Linked DNA regions of Pan troglodytes: region 2 is linked to region 1. The links are chromatin contacts, called in public Hi-C maps. All regions are on one chromosome and are shown on one strand. The core of a region is the stretch at or near the end of the contact, and the rest is flanking DNA. Distances in the headings are between cores, read along the strand shown. Region 1 holds the start of THSD7A (thrombospondin type 1 domain containing 7A). Region 2 overlaps VWDE (von Willebrand factor D and EGF domains).

Region 1 (4,806 bases), core at 1,154-3,653:
GTCTCCTCAGAGACCCATACATTTTTGTCCTCAAGTGCAATAATGACATTGTTATGAACAAATGTGTGGCAGGTGTGGAGACAAATGTTTCTATGACTTGGATTCTCTAACCTTGTTCAGAGATATCTTTGCTGATGATTGTGTGTGTTTGTGTATGTGCATGTGTGTGTGTGACTCCTAGGCCTTCTGTACGTTGAAATTGAAAGAAGGAAACCAATTGTTAGCTATTTTGAAACACTGCTGCAGAACATATCACCATAATTGTGTATTGTAAATGGCAGCAAATTGGAACCTAGAAATTGACCCCGTATAATGCTTGAATTTGTAGCTATGATGTTTACACTCTTGACAAGTTGAGTTATTATTATACCACCATGGGTAAATATAAAGGTCAGAATCTTAAAATTTCTTTTGACAATAAGCTATTAAGTATAGTGTCGGATGGCTTTTTGAAGGGCTAGGTAAATTACCTTGCACATTAACTTAATTCCTCAGATTCTCTGTCCTCTGTTATATAATGAATTCGCACTTGGTGAATTGATTGGCGCTTCCCACGAATGCGTAGAGTGGCTGCTGTTAGCAGACTATGTCCAGTTTGAAATCCTTCCTGTGCCAGAGTTAGAGGATTTCAAGGTTTAGGGCACTAACAGTAGCTGGGAAATACAAGCAGAAAGGATGGGAAAATGATTCCTTGTGGAGCGGACATGGAAATTTTCCTGAAACGACAGAACCCAGGAAGCAATAGCAGGTCCCATTTCCTTCTGTGGTGTAACTGTCAAAAGAAGTGATCCTTCAGGGAACCATACATTAGTTAAGATCAGGCTTCCTTTTTATTCCTTATCAACCTATAATCTTTTGATTGTTGCCTGTTTTTCACGAGTGAAGAAATAGTAAGCCACACTAGCTTATCTCTCCTAATCACAGACTCACAGCGCTAGGGCTCTCTGAGCTTTTAATTCCTTCTTAGAGGCCTAACAGAGTGGAAAGTAAACAAAGACCAAATTTGCAACCTTCAACGTAGCTAATTTCCTCTGATGTCAGAATACTTAAACAGGCAGGACCTGGGAATTATTTGATCAAACCCGCTTTTAATCTAATGCATGCAGAAGGGCTGTGTCTGGAAGGCTTTGCAAAATGACAGGGGTCCCAAGGGAGCCTTATGGAAGGTTTCCTCTTTCAGAAAGAGTAGCTTCCTCATCTTAAACTCTAGGGTAGCTATGTTGGAGTAAATTCATAAAAAGTAGTTTTCCTGCTTTTAAAATTTTATTTTATTTGGCTGAAAATTGCTGATGGGATAATAGTTTTCTTTGGCTTTCCGTTTGCCGAATTTTTAATGGTTAAATGCCTACTATTTTAGCTTTACTGTGAAATGAATTAATAATAAAAGATATTATTATTAGCTAAAGGGAGAAGGAGAAAGGGGAAAGCATTATCTGACTTCACACACATTCTTCTATTACTACTGGTAGAAGAAAGTGAAAACACAAAGGACAAAAGATGCAAACACATGCAGTTCCTTATTTAGATTGTGACAGGCATTTTGCTACAGTAAGAGTTAAGAAAAATTGATGTCAGGGAAATTTTAAATGAAGAATTTACTAATTCCAAGATATCCAGACAGCATTACTGACTCAGTTTGGCCTTCAATTTGACTCACAACTATCAGAATACTTAGAAGTAGCATATTTTTGAGAGAAAGAAGTAGATGAAGGGACAGAACTCTATACCTGAAATATAATTTTAATTTTAAGGGTTTTTTTTTTTTGTACAATTGTATTTATGTAATTAGGTAGCATTGCAAATACTCATTAATACTAATTCAGTTTTAAAGGCTATTAAAAGGCAATTTAATTTGTCACAGAGCATCAATATTGCTCATATTTTTATTGATAATAGATTAAGTTAAAAACAACATTTAAAGAAGTGTTTAAGTGCATTTTGACAAGTAAACATTTCTGCTCTCGTGTTTTCACACCTGATCTCAAATACTGCTCCCCACACAAAGTAATTCAGAAGCCATGGCTTAAAAATAGATAATAAACACTGATGCTTTGTGTAAATACGTACTAAGAATAGCATGCCACTAGATCTAGCATTTGACTCCTTGGATGACAGTGAATATCAATGCCTGCTGTTTGTCATTCTGAAATCTGCCGGGTGATGATTCTTTTTATTGGTGCATCCTTCCAAACATATTTCATCGCACCATGTGCACAGGAGTTCTTTAGGCGGGTATGTCGGAGCTGGGTGTCGCCTGGCTGGCCCCTCTCCCCTTTGCTCGCCCCCTTTCTCGCCCTCGCGCTCTCGCCTCCCTCTGCCTCCAGCCCCCTCTGCTCCTTTGGGCTCACGCCCCCCTCCTCCCCCTCCAGCTGGCGGGGGTTGCGCTGCCTCCCAGACCTAGCAGACCTGCTCAGTCAGCTGGGGCCCCCTGAGGACAGTTGCCTCCGGAGCCGCCGGGACCTGCCATTCTGCGAGGAATGGCAGCGGCAGCAGCATCCCCGCCAGAGGCGGCGGCGGCGGCGGCAGCGGCCACGGCCACCACCGCGGACGCTATTGTTCCCTGGTGTTAGACGCGCTCTCCCTCCTTCTCATCTGAAGCGAACAATAGCAGGAAAGAGCTTTGCTTTCTGTACTCTTCGAAAAGACGTTCCAAGAGCGGAGAAAAATTCCCTGCCGAGCGTGCTACGGCTCTGGACCCTGGAGTGGCTGCAGGCGGCATGGGGCTGCAAGCCAGGCGCTGGGCGTCCGGGAGCCGGGGCGCTGCGGGGCCGCGCCGGGGCGTCCTGCAGCTGCTGCCGCTGCCGCTGCTCCTGCTGCTGCTGCTACGCCCGGGCGCCGGCAGGGCTGCGGCGCAGGGCGAGGCGGAGGCGCCCACCCTCTATCTGTGGAAGACTGGTAAGTGGGACGGAGTTACCCTTTCCCCATCTTCACATCTGGGGCCACATTAAGGAGCTGGTGGGCTTCTGTAGGGACCCCGGTGCTTTTGGATGGCTTGGTTATGCTGGTATCCTAAGGTAAAAAGTATGATTTCTTAGGAAGCAAATAGGTCATGTCCGATGCAATTCGGAAAGAAAAGCATAACAACTAAGAGGCAACAGTGAGTAGCTGGAATATTTCTCTCGCAGCTCTGTAATGAGGGCAACGCGCACTTCCATAATGAAGTGCATTATTTTTAACCCCTGGATTTTCATTCTACTAGGAGTTTCTCAAACAGATTTCTAGCAAAGAACAAGCAAAGAGTTTAGTCTCAGTCTTTATTCTTCAGGCAAAGCAATATGCTCACTGTCATGACATTTGTGGATATAGAGTTGAATTTGTTAACTTTAGCTTTGTGATATGTGGGACACCTCAGAAACAAGCCAAGTGAGGGCGGTTCCGACAATTAAAGGCAAATGGGGCTCCAGTGAGCCTTCAGGAAAGACTGAAAACTCAATTATTAACTAGCGAGTCGGAGGATTTTTAAAGTGTACAACTTTTAGGATGTCTGGGTTCAAACTTTCTCTTCCTTCCTTGAGAATTGTTTTGCTTTGTTTTTCAACCACCCAACAAAAGCAGCTACTAACTGCCCATCATTACCCACTGGCAAAATGCTTGGAGTTTCTGGCGGGGGCTGTGACAGGCAGGAAAACAATACGGAGTGAGGAATTACCAGCCCCTTTTCTGCGGGCTCGCTTTCTCTCTGCATTAGAAAAACATTGAGAATTCCTTAGCGGACCTGAAACTTCACATGTTCATAGGAATAAAATGGGAAAAGATTATTCCTGTTGCTTAGAGCTAGGGGGTAATTTAAGAATAACTTGGTCATGCCAAACATTAAGAGAATGTTGTAGTTGAAAGGGAAAGTATGTATTCGTCATGGGGTTGCAAACAAGTTTCAGGGAGTGGGTGTCTTTTCCTGCTTCAGCCCATCTCTGCACCACTACTGAAGAGACAGCTCAATCTACTCTACAATTGCATCACTATCGATATCTGGAATTTTTAAAGAAGTTGCAGCTATCCAGAAATTTAGTGAGGAGATTAAACAGAAATTTATTTAAGGTCAAAGTACACAATTTGTCTTAGAAGATTACATGAAACATATACACATTTTAAAAAGCAAGATTATTCTTGCTAACACCTTAAGTTTGAAGATCAGTTGAGTAATGAATTCAAATGAAATAAAATTAATTTATTTCAATTTGAAACAAAGATTTGAAGATCTCTAATTTAGCGTAAGCTAGGGTTTTACTTGTTAAAGGCACATTCATAATGACAAACATTAATCAAATTATAATTTACCATTAAATGGTATCATATGGATGCTTGGGGAGAGCTTCTTAGGTAAGTCAGTGTAGGATGAAATAGTAATTGCCTAGTTGAAATTTATACTAGCAAAGTAACAAGAGCCAAGCAATAATTCAGATGGAAAAGAGCCCAGCCAACATTCACTGTACAGCATCTGAGGTGTCAATATATGTCATCATAAATGTCATGGTAGGAACACAAGCCAATAAACAGTTTAAAATAGTGGGAAGCTCTCAGAAACAATGATATGGAGACCTTGATTCCAGTGCCAGTCCTAGCTCTTGCTAGCTATAGGAATTTTGGCAGTTCACTTAACTTTTGACCCTTAGTTTTCTCAACTGCATGTAAATGTGATGACACCTTCTTCTGCCTATCTGCAGTGTGTGAAAATCACATGAGTTATGAGAAAGTGATTGGTAAACTTCAAAGCTGTATGCAAATGTAAGCTAGTATGATGAGGATGTTAAAGATATTTCTTGAATGGTGATCCTTGGTTTGGTAAAAAAAAAAAATAGTTCATTC
Region 2 (4,806 bases), core at 615-3,114, 510 kb before region 1:
GAAAAAGTTGGAGATAACTTGGAGTTTATTTGAACATCATTCAAAAAATATCTTAAAGACTGAAGAAACTAATAAAATACATAATGATCTCTGTTGTAATCATAGAGAAAAGCAAAGAAGAAATCCAGGTAATCTAAATTTGATGTTGAGATGGGATAGGATATTTACATATTGAGATGATGTATCTGATATTCCACCCATTCACAATATTTAATAAACTGAATATTTTCTCAGCCCTAACTGTGACTATGTCTGCATCATTAGGAGTCAGTCAGCCTAATGGAAGCCACTTGATATCATCCTAATAGATGATGCTTAATGCAGAACGAGGGGCTCACAGAAGTAAGTATTTGAAGAATGGGGAATGAGGGTTGGGAGCTAGAGGTTAGGAAAGCCACCGCTGATCAGAGTAGGTAATAATGAAGACGTTAGCCCAAAGCTCCAAGCAGGTTCTTTTCAGAGGCTTTCCCGGAGCTGCTATAATACTTGAGAATCTTTAAAAACTACCACCAACTGTCTCAGGCAAAGTGGATTATTCTCAAAATTTTGCTAGAAAGCCACTGTGAATTTCATCTTTCCAAGCATCAAGCTGCAAACACCTCTGAAAAGACTGATGGCTTCCTCTTCATTTCCTTCTTCTGACTCTCCAGCAAATTTTTCTCATTGGCAAACTCTGACCCAGAACCACACAGGTAAGTGGCTTCTGAAAAATGTAATTCCCAGCCTTACAAAAAGTGGCAGTGGCGTCCTGGGCCCAAAAGTGAGAAAACAAACACCAGGCATGCTAAAAGGTCTGCATCTGATTGCTCTTCCATCTTTCCATTTCTTCTGTACCATGATCCATTTTGGTATATGAATCGAGAGAGATGATCACAAAACCAAATCCTTCTACAGATATCACAAGAAAAGTGTATCTGGATGCTTAATAAAAACAAAGTTAAATTACAATACATGAATAGTTGGGGAAGTGGGTAACAACAACAAGGAATACACATATAATTAAAAGATTTGCCTCAGCGACCCAAATAATTGCAAGTTACCTGGGGTTATAAAGTTTCCTTTTTCCTGCTATCTCATATTTTACCTCAGACATTTCATTTGACTTTCAGAAAACAAGTTATTTTAATTTGAACACGACCATCTTAAATCATATACATTTACAAAGGCTCATTTTTTTTCTTTTAAGTAGAAAGATTGAGCATTCCTAAGCCATATCTAACCTGTAAGATAAAGTAAGACGCAATCAGAATAAAAGTATTGCTACATATGCTAAGGACTCTTTAAGTATTAACATCCAATGTCAGAATTAAAGAGTTTTTAATTTATCATTTTATATTTACTAAAAGGTAGTTTTAATAGATTACTTAGGAGAACATAATATAAACCAAAAATAAAATTCAAAGCCTCCCAAACAATGGAAAGAACTCTTCTCGAGTAATTGAATTCCAAAGTAAACCTGAAACATTGGTTCAGGATATCATGGGAATGGATGGTCGGACATGCCCCATTATACCCTCATCCCTTTGGAATTCAGGCACAACCCATCAGCATTAACATCAAAACAGAGACCTTAAGAATAACAAAGCAGACTTTTTGTAGCAATAAGATAGCAACATGACAGATAACAGGCCCTGAAAGAAATTATTTTACCCTAAAATACATTTTTTGACATATTTTGAAATGTCCCTGCAAAGCTGTCTCTTTTGGGGAAAATCTGCATTCTGTAGAGAATCCCACCCCTTTCCAGGTCTTTTTCCTGATCCAGGAGAGAATAAACTAAGAGTTTGGCACCTTTTTAAGCCTGATAGGAAACATTTGCAATCTCTTCTCTCTGAAGCCTCCTACCTGGAAGCCTCATCTGCATAGTAAGAACCCCCTGGTCTCCACAACCCCTTATTTTAACCCAGACACTCCCTTCTGTTGATTCTGGGTCTTTAGATAAACCAATTGCCAATCAGAAAATTCTTGAATCCACCTATTATGTCTCCCTAAAACATATAAAACCCAGCTGTAGCCCAACATCCTTGGGCACATGTTCTCAGCATCTCCTGGGGCCATGTCACAGGCCATGATGACTCATTTTGCTCCGAATAAATATCTTCAAATATTTTACACAGTTTGACTCTTTTCATCAACAATAAGATGCTTCACTATGTTTTATGTTACCAGAAATTCAGAAATATAAATGCAAAATAAATGTTAACACTTAGTGTATACTTAAATTCTTCAGCTTTTGTGAAAATAAGAGTATTGTACAAATATTCTTCAGCTTTTGTGAAAATAGCATTGTAGATACAAACGAATACTTTTTAAACTTAGTAATTGGAATTAAAATACTATGAAAATAGATACATTTTTATATCAGTTTGACAACTTTGCTTAATATACAATTGTATGAGAAGAAAACAAATTCAGTTTCTTCCCAGTATATTCTCACAACACAACGATCAACACAGAAGGCTTCTGTGACATCTGGTCACCAAGAAGTTTGTGGGGGAGTTCTCCCCAATAACTAATCAATTCTGCAGCAAACACCAGCTGGATGTCCTCTTAATTCAATGCAGTTCTGACACTATCTACCTGTAGTAGCATCAGATGCCACAGGTTGAGGGCACTGTCCCCCAATTCCTCAGACTTACCCCTTCAGATGCCAATCACATGCCCGAGGTTGTTTTACCTGTGCTTCTGACTGGCCAGCTATAAATTAGAGTTCCCACTATCTCCTCCTCTCAGGCTTGATTAATTTGCTAGAACGGCTCACAGAACACAGTGAAACACATTTACTGCTTTATTATAAAGGATGTTACAAAGGACACAGGTGAAGAGATGTGTAGGGCAAAGCATGTGGGAAGGGGTGCAGAGGTTCTATGCCCTCTCCAGGAACCTCTGTGTATTCAGCTATCTGAAAGCTCATCTGAACGTTGTCCTTGGGCTTTTATGGTGACTTCATTACGTAGGCATGATTGATTGAATCATTATCCATTGGTGATTGACTTAACCTTCAGCCTCTCGCCTTCCCTGGAGGTTGGAGGGGCAGGGCTGAAATGCTTAAAGCTATCTTGGTCTTTCCTATGACCGGCCTCCTATGACCTGGCTATCCAGGAGTCCCCAGCCATTGGTCAACTCATTAGCATACAAAAAGACTCTTATCACTTTGGACATTATAAGGATTTTAGGAGTATATATTAGGAATGGGATGAAAACCAAATATATATTTCAAAATATCACAACCACATAGCAATTTTATCAATAGTCTTATTAAATTGATTTTCAATATAAACTTTTTATGGTTGAAAAGTAATAATTGCTTAAAGACTTTTTCTGAGATACCTAAACTAATGCAGTCATGCACCACATAATGAATGACGTTTCAGCTAATCACAAACTGTATATATGATGGTAGTCCCCTGAGACTATATTACCATATTTTTCTGTACCTTTTCCATGTTTAGATCTACAAATACTTACCATTGTGCTACAATTACCTACAGTATTTGAATACAGTAACATGTTGTAAAGATTTGTAGCCTAGGAGCAGTAGGCTGTACCATACAGCGCAGGTGTAGTAGGCTATACCACCTAAGTTTGTGTAAGTACATTCTACGAGGTTAGTACAAAGACACAATTGCCTAATGATGCATTTCTCAGAACATATACCCTTCATTAAGTGATGCATGAGTGTACATTAAATTTTTCATAAACATTTTTTAGATCTACATCAAGAATCGCAATAAAATTAAAATATTAATCAATACACTATCCATTTGTAATTGACTTAATGGACCTGTATAGGTTAATAATGAAGAAATGCTGTGGTTTACAAGTTTTATGTAAAATCGTCCTTATGAAAGCTAATAACTCATGGAAATGAAAGTGATGTTTAGAATATAATGTGAGTTTAGAAAAGCAAGTAATTTGATAAATTGATGGCAAGAGATTTAATTTTTGGCTTATGTCTTGGTGATATTTCACATCAATTAATTTAAACATACTTTATTCACAGTCTATTTGGAAAATACTTTGAAAATAATGAGTGTTTAAAAATTAAGCAAAAGTACTTGAAAATATGTAACTTTCAATATTTATCTTATAATTTTATTTATTTATTAGGAATAAGGTCTTGCTATGTTGCCCAGGCTAGAGTGTAGTGTCTATTCACACTGAATTCTTATAAAGAATTCAGACTATAGACTTTGCTTAGTTAATATATTTGACTGTTTTGTGTTTATTCATGCTAACATTGAAATGAAATACCCGATAGTATTTAAAATTTCAGGTTAAAACTGTTTGGGGATATTTGGAACCCATAATGACAATATAGACATATTGTATGTATTTTTTCAATTTTATAAAAAATCCATCACAATTATGTAATTTTTGATGGACTTATGTGCTACAGTTTAAACCAAGCATATTTATATTAATCAAATTAATATAAAATTTTGCCTTTGTGCCACTTAATAATTTGTTTATGACTTATAATATGCATGCCAGTTACTTCTAAAATGAGCTGCAGTGGCCTAAATATTAAACAACATGTCAAATAGGGGGAGAAATACAATACAGAAAACCTAAAAGAAGATATACTGTACAGTGTATCTAAAATGTTATTAACTGTAAATAAGAAATAAATAATAAACATTATAAGATTCTGTTCTTTTTAAAAGAGAAGAGTGGCTATTTGTTCACAGAAAGCAAAGTAGGGAATCTAAGTGGAGCTTGTTAATCAGTGTTTATATAGTAGCTATAGCACTGCAGCTGATGTTTCCTCAATCACCATTTGCAAAAGATACTGGAAATATCAAC

Evidence for each region. A called contact is a pair of places that touch in the nucleus more often than the background predicts.
Region 2: a contact with region 1 is called in a Hi-C map of induced pluripotent stem cells, with 2.4 times the contacts expected there. The contact joins the enhancer-like site here to the promoter of THSD7A in region 1. A contact is called at or near these places in 2 of 7 Hi-C or Micro-C datasets (induced pluripotent stem cells and stem cell-derived neural progenitor cells) and 1 of 1 datasets of contacts at active chromatin or transcription factors (stem cell-derived excitatory neurons).

Annotation. Positions count from the first base shown.
Region 1 is chr6:17,639,294-17,644,099 of NHGRI_mPanTro3-v2.0_pri, reverse strand. It overlaps THSD7A (thrombospondin type 1 domain containing 7A), which reads left to right and starts at 2,403. Exons shown (of 28, transcript XM_527669.7): 1 at 2,403-2,895. The coding sequence starts at 2,718.
Region 2 is chr6:18,153,724-18,158,529 of NHGRI_mPanTro3-v2.0_pri, reverse strand. It overlaps VWDE (von Willebrand factor D and EGF domains), which reads left to right. Exons shown (of 30, transcript XR_010158797.1): 30 at 1-240. Among named protein-coding and RNA genes, the nearest start is that of VWDE, 80 kb to the left of the region's middle. Within about 2 kb of position 1,864, at least 2 of the 24 cell types and tissues checked have an H3K27ac peak or open chromatin away from gene starts, as enhancers often do. A contact at or near this core is called in induced pluripotent stem cells, where this site is marked.